2 separate regions of the Ovis aries genome follow, and region 1 is linked to region 2. A link is a contact called in public Hi-C data. All regions are on one chromosome and are shown on one strand. Each heading gives the region's core, a stretch centred on a gene start, on an enhancer-like site or on the middle of the called end of the contact. The rest is flanking DNA. Distances are from core to core; before and after follow the strand shown. Region 1 has its middle 6.0 kb from the start of NR2E3. Region 2 overlaps THSD4 (thrombospondin type 1 domain containing 4).

What was found. A called contact is a pair of places that touch in the nucleus more often than the background predicts.
Region 1: a contact with region 2 is called in a Hi-C map of mixed tissues, with 4 times the contacts expected there. The contact joins two enhancer-like sites. A contact is called at or near these places in 3 of 16 Hi-C or Micro-C datasets (mixed tissues, omental adipose tissue and tail adipose tissue).

Annotation. Positions count from the first base shown.
Region 1 is chr7:18,641,149-18,645,366 of ARS-UI_Ramb_v3.0, forward strand. No RefSeq gene overlaps it. Among named protein-coding and RNA genes, the nearest start is that of NR2E3, 6.0 kb to the right of the region's middle. Within about 2 kb of position 2,368, at least 5 of the 54 cell types and tissues checked have an H3K27ac peak or open chromatin away from gene starts, as enhancers often do.
Region 2 is chr7:18,264,710-18,269,039 of ARS-UI_Ramb_v3.0, forward strand. All of the region lies in intron 7 of THSD4 (thrombospondin type 1 domain containing 4), which reads left to right. Among named protein-coding and RNA genes, the nearest start is that of THSD4, 340 kb to the left of the region's middle. Within about 2 kb of position 1,427, at least 3 of the 54 cell types and tissues checked have an H3K27ac peak or open chromatin away from gene starts, as enhancers often do.

The DNA of each region.
Region 1 (4,218 bases), core at 1,118-3,617, 380 kb after region 2:
CCCTATTCTTTGTGACCCCATGGACTGTAGCCATTCAGGCTCCTCTATCTGTGGGATTTTCTAGGCAAGAACACGAGTGGTTTGCCATTTCCTTCTCCAGGGGATCTTCCTGACCCAAGGATCGAACCCAGGTCTCCCACATTGCAGGCAGATATTTTACCATCTGAGCCACCAGGGAAGCCCACCCATGTGATGCTGGGAAGGTCACTAAACCTCTCTGTGAGAGGAAGACAGCAACGCATCTCTGATAGTGTTGTGAGGATTGAGTTCACACATATAAACACACAGAACTGCGTCTGTCACACAACAGTTTCTTAGGCAAATATTTCCAATTAGTATCATTTAAGATCGTATTTATTTCAAATTAGCTAACATTTTTTTAAAAAAACACAAGCTTTATCTTAATTATAATTATGATACATGTTCATTATTAAATACTCTTACAACACAGAAAAATATAAAGAAAATTAAACAGTAAAATTCTTCTTCCAAGAAACCTGCCGACTGTAAGCATCCTTTTGGACAGTTCCTGACTCAGCAGGACATCACACCGAAGATAAAGTTACATGCCTGGCGGCCCAGGACTCCTCCCGGATCTCTGTCATGGGAAGTGCTTCCTGCATCTGTGATAACAGATTGGTGGTCTGTCTCCAGGAAATAATACCGCTGAGGCCAATGTTTCTGTACTGGGGACAATTCTGCCCCTCATGGGGGACATTCAGCAGTGTCTGGAGACACTTTGGGTTGTCGCCGTTGGAAAGAAGGGGATGCCACTGGCATCCAGTGGGAGGAGGTCAGGGAAGCTACCAAACTCGTACAATGCACAGAACAGCCCCACGATGCATTATCTGGCTCAAAATAAGGGGGGGAAACCCCGCTTTCAGGTTGTTTCATTTCTAGAAGATAATAAATACTATAACCCGGAGGGTCAGTCACTTAGAAAACAATGGTAGTGTTGTGCCTATTGATGAGCTTTTAAATACTCCATACTGGTTTTCAGGGAGACAGATTTTCTTTTTGGGGGGCTCCAAAATCACTGCAGACAGTGACCAAAGCTGAAGCTCCAATTGTTTGGCCACTTGCTGCAAAGAGCCAACTCATTGGAAAAGACCCTGATGCTGGAAAAGATTGAAGGCAGGAGGAGAAGGGGACAACAGAGGATGAGATGGTTGGATGGCACCTTCGGCTGAAGGGACATAAATTTGAGCAAACTCTGGGAGATAGTGAAAGGCAGGGAAGCCTAATATGCTGCAGTCCATGGGGTCGGAAAGAGTCAGATGTGACTTAACGACGGAACAACAACTCGTTTCCAAAGAGCTCCCAGCCCTCATGCCACACCCCGCTCAACCCCTCTCTGATCGCCAGAGGTTCCCAGGGTCCAGCACTAAAGGGAAGACACCAGGCCCAGCAAGAGGAAGGCGCACCTCCAGGACCAGGCCTCCGCCTCTGCAGTACAGCTGTTGTGATTAAGCCCAGGCCCAGCCTGAGCAGCTGCTAGATGTTGGCCTTGCCCTTGGGTAACAGGAGAGAAGAGCCCAGACTGTGAGAAGCTTTGCATTCCACACATAGAAACACTGAACCATTTCTTCACAAATATGTCCTGTGATGAGGAGGAGGATTGGGTTATGTTGATTTCAGATTAGCTCTTTTTGAAAAAAAAAAAAAAAAACTTAAAAGAACTCTGTTTTATTCTGATCATCTGGTAACACATGTTTACTAATAAACATTCGAAGGAAACAAAATTTTCTGATCGTAGTGAGGATCTCTGCTGATCGTAGCTCTGCTGGAGGATGGAGAAGCCCACTTCTCTCAGCACCAGGAAAAAAAGAGAGTTTAAGGGACTTCCCTGGCAGTCCAGTGGTTAGCACTCCACGCTTCCACTGCAGGGGGCACGAGTTCAATCCCTGGTCAGGGAACCAAGATCCCACATGCTCTGCCGGGTGGCAAAAACATTTTTACAAAGTTTTTTTTTTTTTTAAAGAGGTCAAAACAGATGTCGTTCACATCAGACACCACTAGATAAGTGGTGTCTCCCCACTTTATTCCCCACTTTCCATACCCCCTCCATGTGCAGCAGCATATCAGATGTGTCCTGCATAGCCTGTCTTTCATCTGCTCGTCCTTGGAAGGGACCAAGAGCCTCTTATGTTCTGCTCGGACCTTTGAAACAATTCTAGAAGAGAGACTTCAGCAGCCAAAAGCTGGGAAACTGTGCAAGGAATATGTGATTATTTCTAAATGTTATCTCGAAAAGGAAATAAAGAGGCTTTGTTGAGAAACTTTCCTGCTGGTGTTGGCCCCTCAGAGTCCTGACCCTTCCACTTACTGCTCTAGAAAAAGAAACCATTAATTAACTCAGGCCCTGCAGAGAAGAAAAAGAATCCCATGATCTTTGGCCAGACACTCCTCCGAGACACAGGAAATCAAACTGTGCGTGCTGTTGTGCAGCTGGATTGAGGTTGGAACCGTGTGGGCATATTTCCCTGGAAATGCGCTTGGGACGAATGGCTGCCCAGCGTTCCACCACAAGGACAACACATACTTGATCTAGCCAGTTGTCTACAGCTGGGTGTTTTACTAAAATCGCTGCAGAGAACAGCCATATAATTCAATCTTTGTGACTTTTCCAAAAGGGTGGTTTCCTAGAAGTGGAATTGCTGGGTCCTGGGCTCCGGAGCCCATGCACTCATCACCAGCTATCCTTTTTCTGAGATAGTGAAAACTCTTGGATGAGCAAACAAAGAGAGAATTTTAAAGAAATCCCCAAAGACATGTTCCCAAATGCTGTGAACGAGGTTTGCAGCAAATGAGAAGCCTGTGGCAGCCACAGGCTGAATAGGAGCCAAGCCATCCAGCCCAGGCAGCCTGATCAGCAGCTGATTCATCCCAGGGACCACTGCTTCCTCCCAGCGGCAGAGCCCAGGTCATCTCTCAGGCCTGGGACCTGGTCACACCAGCTAGGAGGACCCTAGACAGGCTGGGGCAGGGGCTTTACTTGCTAGAGTCTTCACCATCCAAAGGGAAGTCACTTTCGCAGCCTTCACCATGCACCCATCTCCCTGCCAACCCTGGCCCCCAGCCCCCACCGCCACCCCGTCCCAGACTCTTCCAGGGAGTCAGAAGGAAGTTGCTGACCTGTCCCCTGGGGGAATAATTGTATTAGTGATAAGGTGGCCCCTGGCGGCTTCGTCAGCAGATTCAGGGCTTTGGGCTGAGTAATCCTTTGGTGTCTGCCCCAGCAGCTGGTGGTCACAGATCGGGGAGGAACCTCCCTCTCCCCTAGCCCTGCTGGACTGTCATCTTTCCCCCCCAGCACAGTCACACTCCTGGCTGGGCCTGAGGGCCAGGGTGAAACAAGAGTTCGGCTGGGATCAAAATGACACGAAGAGCCGATATAATAGAATCAAAACAAACTGTAGGAACAAGCAGGTCAAACACTGCCAGTATTGCCGGTGTCTTCTATTCATTTATTTTTTATTCTATACCCACTCTAGAATACCAAGAAAAGAAGGACAAGCTAAAAATAAGCTTCTGTCTATTAAGTGCCTTGTGATTCACATACCCAGCTGACCTGATGCTCTGAACCTGCCCCCTGGAGTCTCCCATTGACTGAGGAGAAAAAGTGGACCTGGCATGAGGTCCAATATTAAGGACAATATCTGGCCCTGGAGGTGCCTTTAGAAAGAGAGGAGTCAGGGCAGACTGCCTAGAGGAGGTGAGCCCTGAACAGGCCTTGAAAGATGGGAGTGATTGGATAGATAGAGCAGGGGGGCAGGACAGCTCAGATGGAGAAGAGCAGAGAAGACTCGCCGGGGGAAAGAAGTCCCCTCCTTCTCTGCTTCCCCACTCAGCTCTCCCCTTGACAGCCCCTCCCCGAGGCCTTCAACTCCTTCCTTGAGGTCCTTCCCACACACTTGCTGGGAGGAAGCTGAGGAACCCAGCCACGGAGCAGTCCTGGTGTCCACCTCCTCCCAGCATCTGCCTCCCTGCTGGGGGCTTCAAGAAAAACCCTGTACCTGCCCAGACTGTCACTGTCTTTACTCTCAGCTGGGCCTCAGAGTCCCTGGCTGAGTCCCTTTCCTAAGCCAGGGGCTTCAGACCTCATGTCTCCAAGGCATCCCCTTAAGCTCTGCTCTCGCCCCAGTTCCCTTCCACCTGCCTCCTCCCTCTCACTCTGGGCTGTGCTAACCCCTGCTATGTCCCCTCCTCTAATGCTAC
Region 2 (4,330 bases), core at 177-2,676:
CTGAGGGTACTTTCTGAGATAACAGGCCTTTTGTCAACATTTTTTTAAAGTTCCTAAGATTAAAAGCAATGTCCCTAAGAAACAGAAATTTCCAACAATGGAATGGCCCTTTTCATGTGGTACTGCCCTCCATTTCAAAAACGGTGTGAATGCCTGTTAAACGTGGAGTAAACGGGGCTGGGGGCGGGGGCCAGGGGCAGGCAGGCGTACAGAGATGCACAGGTAACGTGGACAAGCTGAGAAACTGGTGCTGGGGGAGGGGTGTCCAGGTTGAGTGCGGGTCAGATTGCCTGTGGGTCTGTTTCCATCTAAAATATTAAACGAAGAGTGCAGAAGCACTGAGCCAGGCTGAAGTGTCTTAGGCTGATACCACCTCTTCGGTGAGCACACGTGACATTCCTAACTTGTCTAGTCATTTATCGATTTAATTGTCGGTCAGGAGACAGAAATTTACCAAGAGAATCAACGTGTCCTCTGCAATCAGGTCTCTCTGGAGCTGCTGGCGGATGCTGATTCATTCCTGTGCATTTCCGCCTGGAGATGCTTGACGGGATCGCAGCTGAACTCACGTTTCTCTCCCACCTTGTTCATCCTCATGTTTCTGACTTTGGCAAGCGGCACCTTTATTCTTCTGGTTTCCCAAGCCCGACCAACTGGATGCCTTCCGTTTTCCAGCCTCTCCACATCCTTGGTGACCAAGTTCTGTCCATTCTGCATTCTTACAGTCTTCTGTGTCTGCCCCTTTCTTGTCTTCTTAAAGCCATTGCTTCATTTCTGGTCTTCAGCTCTTTGGATCATTGCAGGGTTCTCCTAACTGATCTTCCTGCCTCTTTTCTTGTTTTCTTTCATGAAAGTTGAGCTATCCTTTTGCTGTTCAGGAGATTTTAAAATACAAATCAGAATAAATTTACCCTCCTCCTGTGCCCTCTATCCCCATCTTCACTGTCCACAGAGTCCAGACTCCATAGTGTAGCATCAGTGTGTGCTATGATGTAGCCAGTGCCTACCTCTCTACTCCTGAAGCAGTTAGTCCAGCCACAGCAAACCAAGTACAGCTCTCTGAACAGGCCATGCCTCTGTTTATGCCTTTAGACTTTGCCCCACCTTCTTCTGCCTGGAACGTCTCTTCTTCCCTGTACAAATGGCAAATAGCCACTCACCAGACAAGACAAGACTCAGCTCAGGCATCATTTCTTCTGTAACACTACTCCTCTTGGTCCCAGGAGAAGATGGAGGCTTTTCTTGTGCCTCAGACAGGCGTCCATCAAGACACCTGTAATTCTCTATCGTCTTTTTGATTTACACGTCTGCCTCTCCATGGATGCCCAGAAATACCTTGAACCATGACCAACCTTGTCTTACTCATCTTTGACCCTCCACTGACCAGCACAGTGAGTCAGTGCGTAGTACTTGCTTCAAGTCAATGAGTCAACCTATTGTTTAGCCGGCCATGAGATTGTTCACATACCTGTGTGTTCAATCACGTCAGTCGTGTCCAGGTCTTTGCAGCCCTATGGGCTGTAGCCCACCAAGCTCCTCTGTCCCTGGGATTGTCCAGGCAAGAATACTGGAGTGGGTTGCCATGCCCTCCTCCTGAGATTGTTCAGCACTGTTCATCTCGAGCTACTAGACTGTACAATCTATTCATTCTTCACCAGTTTTCACCTGGGTATCCCCTGACCTTACAACCACATTTACAACAGGAACCCCAGACCTGTGTTCTAATCTCCTTATACTTGATCAACCGGAGTTTCTTCCTTTTCTCAGATGATCCTGCCAATCATTTCCAATGGTGAGATCAAGTAGGCAGCTGTATATCCAAGCCTGAAGTTCAAGGGCTGGTCAGGATCATTGGTTGGGCTACCTGGGGAAGAAGTTGATGGTTTAGTTTTATGGCTAAAAGCCTCAGAAAGTTCTTTTCAAGGTGGTAGGCTTCAAATGTTACCTATGTAAATACACAGGGCCTTTATGATATTGTTCTTTCTTTGTACATCAAAACAGGAAGCATGGGGGAGATTTGGCTGAGTTCAGTCGTGGAGACCAGCTCATACTTTACCCCCTTAGCAACTACATGCAAGATGGCTCCACCTAGATGCCCAACAAGGACCTCAAATGTCAGGATAATTAAAATGGAATTTTTCTTATCTTTCCCCCAACTTCCCCCAAAGAAAATAATCTCACTCTCATAGGAGCTTCCTTCTGTATCTCCGTGAGCAACACCCAGCTGGTCATCCAGGCCAGAAATATGAGTGTCACTCCACTCCTCTTTCCTCCCCCCACCACATCCAGGGGCGACTGGGGTCCGCAAGCTGCCTCAGGGGGTTGCTGTGGCTTGCTCTTCTTTCTATCACTTGCTTTCTTCAAGCCTTCATCACTGCTGGTGTAGGTCAGTAAATCAGCCACTGCCATGGGCTTCCCGTTTCTTCCCAGTGTCACATGCTGAAAACTTTGAGTAGCTCTCCCTGGGTCTTTAGGTCTCTGCTTAATGGTGCGGCATCATTTCATCAAGCTGGGCTTCCCAGGCGGTGCAGTGGTAAAGAGCCTGCCCCTCCATGCAGGAGACCCAAGAGACGTGGGTTCGATCCCCGGGTCAGGAAGATCCCCTGGAGGAGGAAACGGCAACCCACTCCAGGGAAATTCCATGGACAGAGGAGCCTGGTGGGCTATAGTCCATGGGGTCACAAAGGGTAGGACACAACTGAGCACCCACATGCATTCCATCAAGCCACTCTGTCACCTTCGATGTGGGTCTTCAATACCTCTAGGTCTTAAAACAGGCCATCTCTTGTATCTCTTGTTTCTGTAACATATGCTGCTACTTCTCTCCAGAATGCCTTCGTAGCAGGATATTTTTTGGCTGCAAGTAACAGAAAATCCAATCCAAAAGACAAACACTAAGAGGATTTATTAACTTACATAACATAGGCCTGGGCACCTGGTGGGTCTAGGTTTGATTAAGATGGCAAGTAAATTATGCCACTGAGATGCCGTCTTTCCACTCTGCCAAGCTCAGTGTGGTCTGCTCTGGCTCACTTCCCTTGTTTTCAGGATATCTGCCGTGGGTGTAAGCATTGTGGGCAGATATGAGGACCAGTAGAAGAAAGGACAGCCCATTTTTTCTTCTTTGTCTTCTTTTTAAGAGTGAATAAAGCTTTTCTAGACACCATCACAGCAGAATTTGCCTCCTGTCTCATTAGAACCGAGTCTCAGGCATATCCTAGAGAAATCACTGGCAAAAGGATTTGACAAAGTCATGAAAGGGAGAGGAAGGGAGAGAGGAGCACTGGAATGAAAACCAAGGCATTGTCAGCACAAAGGAAGGGAAAACGCCCATTTGGTTGGGGCTACTGTAGCCTTCTTTGCCCTTTGTGTGTGTGTGTGTGTGTGTGTGTGTGTGTTCATTTGCTAGTCATGTCTGAGTCTTTGTGATCCCATGGACTGTAGCCCACCAGGCTCCCCTGTCCATGGAATTTTCCAGGCAAGAATGCTGGAGTGGGTTGTCATTTCCTTCTTCAGAGGATCACCCTGACCCAGGGATCAAACCCTTGTCTCTTGTGTCTCCTGCATTAGCAGGCGGATTCTTTACCACTGAGCCACCTGGGAAGCCCCCTTCTTAAGGGGGTTCATTTTACCAGGCTAATTCTTGAATACCCAACTGAGTCACCTGTAGGGGAGTCGGGGTGGGGAGTGAGAGACTTTCCTGACCACTTCCCTTCCTTCCAGGCCTTCTGATCAGTGACACTGCCACAGAGCCTATCTCACCAGACCCCAAGCGCCCCCCAGTTAGTATCAGACTGGTGCATGGTTACAAGGATGTACTCTAATATTTGTTGAGTAAGAAAATGAATGGCAAAACTTGAGTGGCCATGTCAGTTGGGGATGAATTTCTGCTTATAAATCCAACAACAGTGATAAAACCAAATAAAGGTGTGTGTTTTTCTGGAATAACAACTCCAGAGGAAGAGGCCCTAGGCCTGTGAAGATGCTCTTGTCAAGGACCAAGACGCTTTCTGGTACCTTAGCTTGTGACCACATGTCCTCATGAGCACCAGGTGACCAGTCTGCCCCACTGAGTCCACATTCCAGGCAGGAGGAAGTGCTTAGGATGCTTGTCAGCTAAGTCTGTGTCTTTTCCTCAAACAATAGCTTTCTCAACAGAAACACCAAGTTGACTTCTGGCTACATCCCGTTAGCCAGACCTAGGTCTGGTCTAGGAAAGTTGCCAACACAAATATTGTCAGGGTTCTGTTAGTTAGGGAAAGGAGAGGCAGGAAATGTGCAATGGGCTTAGGTACTGCCTGCCTTGGTCACCTCCAAAGGGTCTCAAGAT